Linked DNA regions of Mus musculus: region 1 is linked to region 2. A link is a contact called in public HiChIP or PLAC-seq data. All regions are on one chromosome and are shown on one strand. Each heading gives the region's core, a stretch centred on a gene start, on an enhancer-like site or on the middle of the called end of the contact. The rest is flanking DNA. Distances are from core to core; before and after follow the strand shown.

Region 1 (5,440 bases), core at 753-3,252, 130 kb after region 2:
CGCTTGATCCTCAGCACTGCAGGAAAACAAAATCAGGATATAAACACAGATACGGGCAGTGTCACAAAAGTGCAATAGCATGGAGTGTTCGCTCTCCCCCAACCATCTAAAACTCTGTTTATGACTGATTCTGTTTACCGGGCACTTTAAAGATGTACTTAGCTTCAGAGCTGTATTAAAGTTACATCTTCCTACATTATGTCTGACATACCAGTTGTTTTTTAAACTATGAATTTTATATTTATTTAAAATATTGGTAACTTTAATCTTGTTTTTTAAAAGATCATCATTATTATTATTATTAATTATTATTATTATTATTATTATTATTATTATTATTATTATTATTATTGGTGTTCCTAAATGTTATGGCAGTCATATTCATCTGTGGAAAATCTTCTTAGATTTCAGTTTTATATTCATTTTACAAGCATTCAGGCAGCATTTACTAAGTGCCTAGTATTATGCTACATAAAAGTTGATTAGCAGATGATCGTGGCTCAGCTTTGGGATTGGGCACAAAATAGCTGAGGCTATGAAAATATAAACCAATAGTTAAAATGGTAGAAGGCTGGACTTTTCTTGTCACTGTGATAAAATATCTGTCCCAAATCACTCAAGGAAGTAGGGTACATTTGGATCACAGTTTGAGGGTACGTTATGTGTCAGGAGGGACTGACAGTGTGGAGTGAGAGTCTGTAGTCAGCAAGCAGGGAGGAATGGAAGCTGGTACCTTCTCCCTTCCCTCTCTTCTTTATTCTAGAAATCCAGCTGATGGGATGATGCCACCAACACCCAGAATGGTTCTTGTCTCCTTGGAGAAGCCATTCTTGAAACCCTTTCAGAGGCTGGCCTTGAGGTGTCTCCTGGGTAATTCTAAATTAAGTTGAAAATTAAGATTAACCACCATAAGTATTATCAAGTATCTCTAGGAAGGAAATGTTCGGGAAATGTTATCAAGTATCTCAAGGAAGGAAATGTTCGGGGGTTTTCATGACCTGTTTTATACAGCCTCTGTAGTTTTCCCTCGTCACTGCTCCTCAGACCACCGTGGGAAAAGTCAGTGTGGTTCCAGTGTTGCTGGATCTGTGCTATGTCTCAGCCTTCAACTTGCTCAATATGTTTGCAAAATCCCACACTTATTCAGTTCCTCCTTCTAAAGAAACTCCCCTTAGTGCCTGGGAGGTCACTTTTTCTTACTTTACTTCCTGCCTCACTGGGCTTTCTTCATTGGTTTTTTGTTTTACTTTTTAATCTACTTAAGGTCAAATCATCTGAATGCTGCCTTCCTGATCACTCTTCTTCTCAATTCTTTCTCGGACGCCCTATGTCACCTCACAACCATAAGTGCTGATTACAGGTAGTTCTCAAATGTCTGTCTCTGCCTTTGACATCGCCAGTGAACTTCAAGGCATGCTTACCCAACTGTTCAGCATTTCACAGAGAAAAGTCCAAATATCATCTCAAGCTTAACATGATAGAAATAAATAAAATAAAGTTAGACTATTGCTACCCACTCTATTTCTCCCTTAGTCCTCACTACCTTAATTAGTCCGAAGCCCCTCCTTCTAATCCCTTGGCTCTGCCCTTTACTATGTATTTCTTTTATACTCCATTGTTCCACCATGCCTTCAAACGTCATTCAGAAAGTGGTGTCTTAATCCCTCTGCTTTAGAACCCTAGATAGCAGTTGTCACCTTTAGCCAGGTCCTTCCACTTTGACCCTATCCTTCCTACTGCACTACACATAGCTGTCAATGTTCCCATTCACGCACAATGAATATGTTCCATTCTTTCATCTCTACTTTTCAATGCTTCTGATCTTAGGTCCTTTCCATGGCTTTAGCAAATCTTGCTCAACACTACAATTTTCATCTCATCCCACACCCATTTGGAGCCCTCCAACAATGCCAGCATCTTTGCACTGCATCCCACAGGCCAAGGAGGTTCTACCTCAGGTGCTTTGCACTTCCTGTTCTGTCCACCTTGACAACTTCCCGTTATACCCACATCTATTGCAGATTGAACTTGTCCTTGATTTTTATCACTGTCACTGAACCATTTCATCAATGTGACTTTTCTCGTCTACAAAACAGCCCTCCGCCTCCACATGCATCCTGTGTTCATCCTTCTTCACCCAGAATGTGTTTCCATTGTTCTCTTCATTCTGTAGAACCTAAATTCCATAATAATAGAAAGCTTATTTTTCGCTGTTGCATCTTTAGACCCAAGGACAGCATCTGGCACACAATATTCTTTCAGTGACTAATGAGTTTTAATTAATTAAGCAACTTGAGCTTGGAGAAAAAAAAAAAACCCAAGAGCCTACAAGGCAAGGGAAATGAGTATGAAAAGGAACACATTTGCTCCATCTAAAATAGAAGTTAAGTTGGCAAACTACAACCTCGGGCCAAATCAAATGCAGCCCGCTACCTTGTTCTTGTAAATAAAATTTTATTGAAGCCCAACCATGTTCTTTAACTTACATATTGTCCATGAGTGCTTTTGTTCTGTCACAGCAGGGCTGAACAGTGGTGACAGAGAACACATGGCCCCGAGACTCAAATATTTACAATTTGCCTTTTTATAGAAAAGAAGTCTGACAGTCCTTGGTCTACAGGACACGATGGTAAAAAGATGGAAGACCAGATGAAGGCAAGCCGGAGGGAATATCTATGAGCTTAGGTTTAATACACAGGCAGAAGGAGACAGACGATGGATGCTTTTAAGGCAAGGGAGTCCCTGGAAGGCAGAAACTACTTTTAATATAATTTGTGCTTGAAAGAGCACTGTGATATTTAAGCCTGGCATCCCTGTGACAGATGCTACCAGGGCTGAACCACAATACCACTGCCATTTCCAGAATCGAGGCTTAAAGTAGAAGTCAAACCCTCATAAAACCATCTGTTTCCCTCCCCTATCTCCTGGATGGCTCTCAGCTGGGAAATGATCTTTCTCCTATGGTGAGCCTCCTACAGAGTCTCCAACAAAGACCACTCTGACCTCTGGATATCTGGACAGAGACAATTCCAAAAGCCCCCAAAATAAGACTTTGGTTCTAGAGTCACGCGGAAACTGTTCTCAACACTCTAACTTTGTTGGTCAAATTGGAGGAAGCTCATGGAGCTTGAAAATATGGCTCATTTCTGTGAAGGGTGATAAGCAAATTTTAAATTTTTGGTGACTTATCTCACCAGACAGACCTCTCTCTGGTTCTCTCTCTGAACCATGTGGAGCGTGTTTAGATTCCACTACTGGGTGAGGTCGAACATGGCTGTGCCATTTCTCTCTGCTTGAATTTCACAGTACAGCGATCTTTCTCTGGAGGTTTGGTTCTTGTCATCTTGGTTCCAATCAGTCCTTAAAAGAGGACAGGAACACATTTTAAAGCAGGAAGAAAGAAGGAAGGAGGAAGAGGAAGAGAGGAGGATGAAGAAGATGAAGAAAAGAGGAGGAGGAGGAAGAAATAATATGATGTGAATTTCACAAAACAAAGTAGAGCTTTGGCTAGTGGCTAACTTGGGTGTAGGCAGTGCATCCTCTTCTTCCCTCTGAGAATGCAGTGGTGAAATCTCATCTGCCCCAGTGAGGCTGCTGCATTTAGTTTAATTTGATCTACGCTCATGCTCCCTGTATGCCTGCTCTCCCAGTGTATGGATCCAGGAAACACCACTTTTCCCCTTTCATCTCCTGAATCCTTCAGTCTGAAGACTCATTATTGATCACAGCCTCCAAGAATTCAAAGTATGGGTTATCATCTCAAGGAAGGATTGGAAATGTCCAGAGCCTTGCTGCTCGAAAGGGCAACAGAACTTTGATCTCTACCATTTTCTTTAGGGCCCATGCTTTGCTCCGCCTTTTCAGACTATCAGAAGGCAGGTCTGCTGGTTCCGCTACTTAATTTAATGCTTCAGTTTTCAGGAGGAGCCAGCCTGGTCGAGCTTTTTAGGCTCTTTCTACTTGGGATGTGATGAATCAATCAATTGCAGGCTTCATTTTGTAGACGTTGGTATCCATGATGGGGTGCTAGCTCAGCCCTAGTAGCAGACAGAGGTGGCTCCGATAATTACATTAGAACCGTGGATACACACTTGCCTTAGGGCTTTAGAGTTGGGCTTAATCAAATCTACATTTGACATTTCACAGCCCACGCCAAGGATTTGTGCAAAGAAATAGCCGAGCACCGCCGGTTCTGCCTTAGCCTCCTCTTAAGGAAACAGCAGGCCTTGCGTTGGTTACATTTCTGCCCTGTGGTACAGCACTCAGAGCTTCTCTGGGCCATGTGCTTTTGATCCACAAAACACAACGGTTTGTTTGCTTGCTTGCTGTACTTAATACTTCTCTTGCACCCAGGCCTGGGGCTATGCTGTGGTTTGAATGTGAAATGTTCCCTGTCTTGTCTTTAGGGCCTGCCACAATTTCTTAATTAACTCTCTGCAGCCTAAATGGGTACTCAAGGTAATCACAAAATAAAACAGAAAATCTTGGAATGGAAATGATGGTGAACAAGACTGGATATGCAAAGATGACATGAGCCTGGATCCCAAACCTCCATAGAGGTAGCACTGGACCTGTGGATTGGAAGCAGCTGGGGCTTCTTGTTTGTTTTTGTTTGAAACTTACTTTTGCTTTGTAGAGTTAGCAATTGAACAAAACAGACTAAAAGACAATGCCTGGCACTGAAAAGTTGAAAGTGCTTTTAGGTGATTCTCATCCGTTTCAAATAAGAACAGGAGATCTGCACAGTTCACCACCAAGTGTTTCTGGTTACATTTTTTTTCTAAGATTTATTTTCAAGCATGAATGCACGATTGCATGCGTGCTTGCATGTGTGTGTGTGTGTGTGTGTGTGTTCGTGTAGGTGCCCATGAAGTCCAGAGGGAGGCATCAGACCCCCTGGACTTGGAGTTCCAGGTGACTGCAAAGGTGATAGGAAGTAAATTATGATCTAGAAGGACAGGAGGCTCTCTTATCCACTGATCTTCTCAGACTGTGATACAATTTTTCTTTAGAGCATATTTGGAGAAATACTGACAAAAGTCAAGAAATTGAATCAAGAAGTCGTTTAATGAGTATAGTCACTGTCCCTGCCACTGAGGATGGTCCAAGCTAGACCATCACAGCCCTGTGTGAAAAGGAACAGGAAAAAAACAAAAAACAAAAAAACCCTCCAAATGAAGTTCTGGATCTTCTAAAATGATGTTGGGGTTTATTCAGGGCAACACTACAATAGTAGTACTACGTCTGTGAAGGGAGTTCAAATCTCAGCCAAAGAGAAAAGAAGGAGCAGGTGCAAGATGGGGGGAGCACACATACACAGAAGACGTTCAGGTTCCATCAGACAGGGAGGGCAGCAAATTCAACAGCATAAAGCCCAGGCTGGGGACGAGTTAGATCTTGAAAAGTACTGTGGAGCTGTAGCCAAGTGGCAAGAGATATA
Region 2 (5,183 bases), core at 1,936-4,435:
TCACCCCCAGAGGGGTTGAAACTCACAGGCTGAGAACCACCATCCTAGTCGGTCCATCTACCGGTGAGCTATCAGTTTGTTTTAGAATGAGGGACTAATGGATGGAGAGATGGCTCAGTGGCTAAGAGCGCTGGCTACTCCTCCAGAGTACCAGGCTCAATTCTGAACACCCACATGGAAGCTCGCACCCTGTAACTTCAGTTCCAGGAGGTTCGACACAAACATATAGGCAGGCAAAATATCAATGTACAGGAAATAAAGATAAACATTGAGGATGCAATGAGGGAGTCCTTGACACCAGCTTTGTTAGGGGCTCTTCCAATGCATCTAGACCTAAGAAATGCCCCGTTGCTACATTCTTTTGTCCATGATTTAACATTCTCACTTTACACTAGAATTTTATTATGAGAAATAGAACAGATGGCAAGAAGAGCTAGAGGTGAATAAGAACCAGAAGGAGACCTAAGGCTGATACTTACTCGGGTTACTTATAATGCACACAGCCTACAAAGTAAGGGAGAGCAAAAACCCTGCAAGTATATGACTTTTATGCTTCATTTATTAGTTTCATGTGGTGAGTTTTATGGCCTTTAGAATGTGGACAGAGATTGAGTTTCACTTTTAAAAGGAGTACTTTGCTCTGTGGTCCAGTGCATGACCATCAGACAACAAATTAATTCTCCCCATAAATACTTAAATGTGCTTCAGCTCGCACTTCTCCTTCGTCTTTTGTTGGGTTTGACTTTTGTAACAATACCCATTGTGCCCAGTGAGTGTCTGCTGTCAGCTGGCTCTTAATGAACCTGAAAGGCATTGAGGTCCCCAGCAAGCCAAGATGCTGAATAGTGGAGTCTCAGTTGAGAAAAAAAGAAAACAGCCCATAGCAAATGTTTGTTCTCTGATTCATTGTCACAGATCGATCGGCTGTACATTTTCAACAACTTAAAAAAATGAGGACGCCCAAAGTTCTTAAAACTTTCTAGAAATGGTTAATGTAGCATTTGTGGACCATGGTTGTATGTTAGGAAAACCCAAGAAGTGTTTCACTTCCCCAGTGCCCTGGCTACAAACTTCTCTAATTCAACCAGAATCTTTGTGTTTAGACCTGTGTAAGTCCTGTGTGTATGTATATACATTCCTGTGTGTGTGAAGATGTGCTTGTATATATCCTGCCCATGCATTTCAGCATCTGCCCTAAATCATCACAGCAATACACTGGTTTTGAAACACGATCTCTCAATGAACCTACAGCTTGAGGATTCAGCAAGAGCGGCTGGCTGTCCAACAACCTTCGGGGGATTTTCTTTGTCTTTGTCTCCCCTGTGCTAGAATACCCATATAGATTATTGTCTTGCCTAGTTTTATGTAATCTTCACACAAGCTAGAGTCATTGGAGAGAATGCTTCCTTTAGATCAGGCTATAGGCAAGCCTGTAGAACATTTTCTTAATTAGTGATTGAATGTGGAAGGGCCCCGTTGTCGTTGATTACCACCCCGGCCTGGTGGCTCTGGGTTCTAAAAGAAAGTAGGCTAAGCAAGCCATTGGAAGCAAGGCAGTAAGCACTACCCATCTGTAGCCTATGAATCAAGTCCTTCCTCTGGGTTCCTGACCACTTGGAGTTTCTGCTTTGGCTTCCATGGACTCTGATTCAGGATGTGTACGTCAAATAAACCCTTTCCTCCCCGAGTTGCTTTTGGTGGTAGTGTTTCACCAAAGCAAGATTAACTCTAAGGCAACTGTCTTATCACTTCTCACAGGGGCTCTAGGCATCCAAACTCAAGTCCGCTTGCTTGTATAGCAAGCACTTTAACAACTAAGCCATCTCCCCAGCCAGCACTTTAACAACTAAGCCATCTCCCCAGCCCCGTGCACTGGGATTTTTTTAAACACTCGCGCATTCTAGACTGCTCATTCCCTTCTGTTTAAAGGAATAGCTCCATTATCAGAAAACAATAATTCAACTCTTATGAAATCCCATCCATGGACATGTTAAAGAGATGTGGAAAGGGCTTTGTTCAAGTTACACACACATTTTTACCTGCCCGCTATCACTTTAAAACTTGGATGGATCTTCATTTAAAGAAAAGGGAAGTCCTGATAAAAATGGTAGTGTGCAGTGCCTCTTAAAACACTAGCACTTCAGGACCTTGTCACTGGCTTATCTGAGGGACAAAGAGCTGGTGCAGACTCTTTAGAAGGGGCTATAAGCTTTCTGGTTCTCCACAGACCCTTCCAGTCCTCAGCCTGTTCCCTACCAGGCAGCACTCTGGATATCTGTTTTTGACTCAGTTCACAGAAGTCTGTCAAAGCTCAGGTTCCTTTGTCTCTTCCGTATCCCACACAGGAGATTCAGCATGTGCCAAAGAGCTGCCTTTGACCTGAACGCTCATGCCATCCCTTCACGTCTCTGGTATTGGAAAGGTTATCAGGTTCCTCTCTGAATTCTACTCCAGCTCCTTTCCCCCACCCCAGAGGCTTTGTTCTGTGCTTTTGCTTTAAGAATGAAGACAAAGCCTGACGATACATCTATTCTCCTAAGACTCTAGTTCCTCAAGGCTGAGTGCCAGCTCCCTGATTTGTTTCCCGTCCAGAGCTGCGAATACAGAGACCGCCAACAGGGCAAGGCCATTTTGCTAATGACCTTCGTAGGGCTGACTGCACAGCCAGTCAACAGCAGATCTGAAAATAGAACTCAGGACTTTCAAATCATTGTTCTGCTTGCTGGGCTGTATTTCCTCCCATAAGGGCCTGGTTAAGCAACGTCCTGTTTTGCACAAGCAGAAGTCACAATACACATATGAGAAACTGGACTGGACACAAGGATCACAAGACCGCACCCACCCTTAGGAAAGATGGCTCTGTAGCATGAAGCAGTGCGATTTGTTTCTAGTCCTGCCGGTTTGGGTTGCAAGCGGGCTCACAGCTGGTCAAATCATTGACTTTGCAGTATGTGGTGTTTTAGGAATTTTCAGAGTGCCAAGTGTCAGGTATTTGCCTGACAACACACCAAAAAGACATTTATGCAAGTGACAGAACAGTGTCGTAAGGTGGCCACCAGCTTGGGAATCACTGTGTTTGTGGTGCAAGTGCCATGGGAGAACCAGAAGCTTGGTGGCAGATCATTCTTTTAGGGTATTCCTTGTGGCCTGTAGAGGGCAGATTGAAATCGCAGAGATGCCCCTAGGCACTGTAGTCATCCTGGACTTGGAGGCTGAGGCAAGAGGACCTCGTGATCAAGACCAGGCAGTTCCTTTATTACCTCGAGCTGCCTTAAGGGAAGGAAATGGGGTGGGGGTGGGGGACGACGAAACAGAACAAAACAAACAAACAAAATGACTGGAATTGTCAAAAGTCAATCAATAAGGGAGTTTTATTTGGGAGCTGACAGCAGGATTACGTACAGTCCAGAACACAGGTATACAGGTGGCCACTTGCATGTCCTGAGAACAAAGGAAAGCCTGGGGGGTTTTAGCAAGCAGAGAAATCTACACATGAACATACCTGGTCCTTCTCACTGCCTGTGGGAATGGCAAGGTCTGATGGATGGGTGGGGCAGTGGGTAAAGCTAGTTTGAAGATTGTAGTTGGCAGTTACGCTGTTAGCTACTAAATAAATCAAGTCTTGAACATGCCCAGGGTGTTCCTTTGGACTGTTTCTGGAAGATTGGATCTGGAGCAGGCATGTATTGGTATGATTTCCCTTCCTTGCCTCCAGCCCCCGCCCCCCTCCACCTTAGTGGGGTGTGGTAGGAATGCTTACAGAAGGTTGGGGGGTGGTTTACACTTCCTGATGTTCCTTCAAATTGTTGAGACCTCTCTGTTCCATGCTAGCCCACGTAGAGGGCTTGCTAGCCCTTCAGTGATCTTCAGTGTGTTCTTGGAGAGCAGAGCCTGAGGATGCTAGCTGTTTTTGCCTCTCAGTCAAGCTCCTGGCCGCTCCGCAGGACATAACAGAGTGGATTCCAGGACCCTGAACTAGCTGTAGTACGTGAGCCCTGGATCTATGTCTCACACCTGCCAGACTTGAATCGAATGGCTTTGTGTCTTTGCGTCTGTTTGTTAGTCTGTAAGACAGGCGCGGCAACAGCTGGTAAGACCTCGGAGTCATTATGAAATTGAAATGAGTTGTTATTCATGGATTGCTTCAAAAGATTCTAGACAAAGATAATAGGTTTAGTTGTAGGCAATCAATAAACGACCTAGCAACGGGAAACAACTGCAGTTAGCTATGTGGAACAGGCCGAACACACCACAGGACCCTCCTTCCTTCTCTCCTTCTTTAGAGAAGCCTGCTTTATAGTTCAAAAGTGGGCCCTTGAGATCTCATTCCTCATTGCTCCATACTACAGATAGAGCAACTGAGGCACAGGGAAATTAGGTGATTTATTTATGTTTACCCACCAGGCACGTGACAGGATGGAAGGACAGGGCACTGTATGTACTGATGTCACTCACGGTTTTGCCATCGTTGTGCCAGTTTGGTATTTATTTCCTAGGAAAAAACCATAGAGGAAGCTGCTTGTGATGTTCTTCAGATGCTTAGATAGAATCGTTTACAGACACTTTGGAAGCAGCAAAACATGCAGAAGTACCCATGGGCGGTGATGGCAATGACTAATGCACACATGAGGACTCTTACTGCAGCCTCACTTAGCATATCAAACGGCGTTAAAAATAATAATTAGCCTTGGGAACCCAGAACAAGAACACCCAGTCATTTTGACACACCTAACTGCAATTTGATCTGTGTGTGTGTGTGTGTGTTTCACCTACTCATAGCGGCAGCTGTTCAAGAAACGAACAAAAGACTGTGTGGAAAATGGCAGCGTCAGGAGGTTGTGCTTTCTTTGTTAAAACATGGGAGATGGTGTGTGTGTGTGTGTGTGTGTAATTATTTCCTTGAATGTGTACATGTATACATACATATATATTTTACAGATTTTTACATGTCCTTCAATAGCTTCCTTAGCCATAACTATAAATAGAAATGATGAATGACATTTTTTTTTCTTTCTCAAACCTCAGTTGCTATAACCTAATGTCATGGAAAGCAAATCAAACTGGAGGCTGGGAAATGGAGAATCCGGCCCTTGCTTCTCCATCAAGTACATCTTTGGAAGAGGCCTGGGGAGTTTCTCAGTCTATCAGGGCCACCAATGTTTCAGTCTGAAAACACTACTTTA

What was found. HiChIP or PLAC-seq counts read pairs in DNA pulled down with a chosen protein or histone mark.
Region 1: an H3K27ac HiChIP or PLAC-seq map of bone marrow-derived dendritic cells shows a contact between it and region 2, with 4 times the contacts expected there. The contact joins two enhancer-like sites. A contact is called at or near these places in 1 of 15 datasets of contacts at CTCF or cohesin (pro-B cells), 8 of 484 Hi-C or Micro-C datasets (CD4 T cells, bone marrow, bone marrow-derived dendritic cells and 5 more), 3 of 115 datasets of contacts at active chromatin or transcription factors (bone marrow-derived dendritic cells, microglia and neural progenitor cells) and 1 of 9 other capture datasets (bone marrow-derived macrophages).

What each region holds. Positions count from the first base shown.
Region 1 is chr10:96,465,044-96,470,483 of GRCm38.p6, forward strand. No RefSeq gene overlaps it. Among named protein-coding and RNA genes, the nearest start is that of Gm33843, 130 kb to the right of the region's middle. Within about 2 kb of position 2,003, at least 53 of the 459 cell types and tissues checked have an H3K27ac peak or open chromatin away from gene starts, as enhancers often do. A contact at or near this core is called in bone marrow, bone marrow-derived dendritic cells, bone marrow-derived macrophages and 1 more, where this site is marked.
Region 2 is chr10:96,330,271-96,335,453 of GRCm38.p6, forward strand. All of the region lies in intron 2 of Gm33782 (a long non-coding RNA gene), which reads left to right. Among named protein-coding and RNA genes, the nearest start is that of Gm33782, 24 kb to the left of the region's middle. Within about 2 kb of position 3,186, at least 117 of the 459 cell types and tissues checked have an H3K27ac peak or open chromatin away from gene starts, as enhancers often do. A contact at or near this core is called in bone marrow, bone marrow-derived dendritic cells, bone marrow-derived macrophages and 1 more, where this site is marked.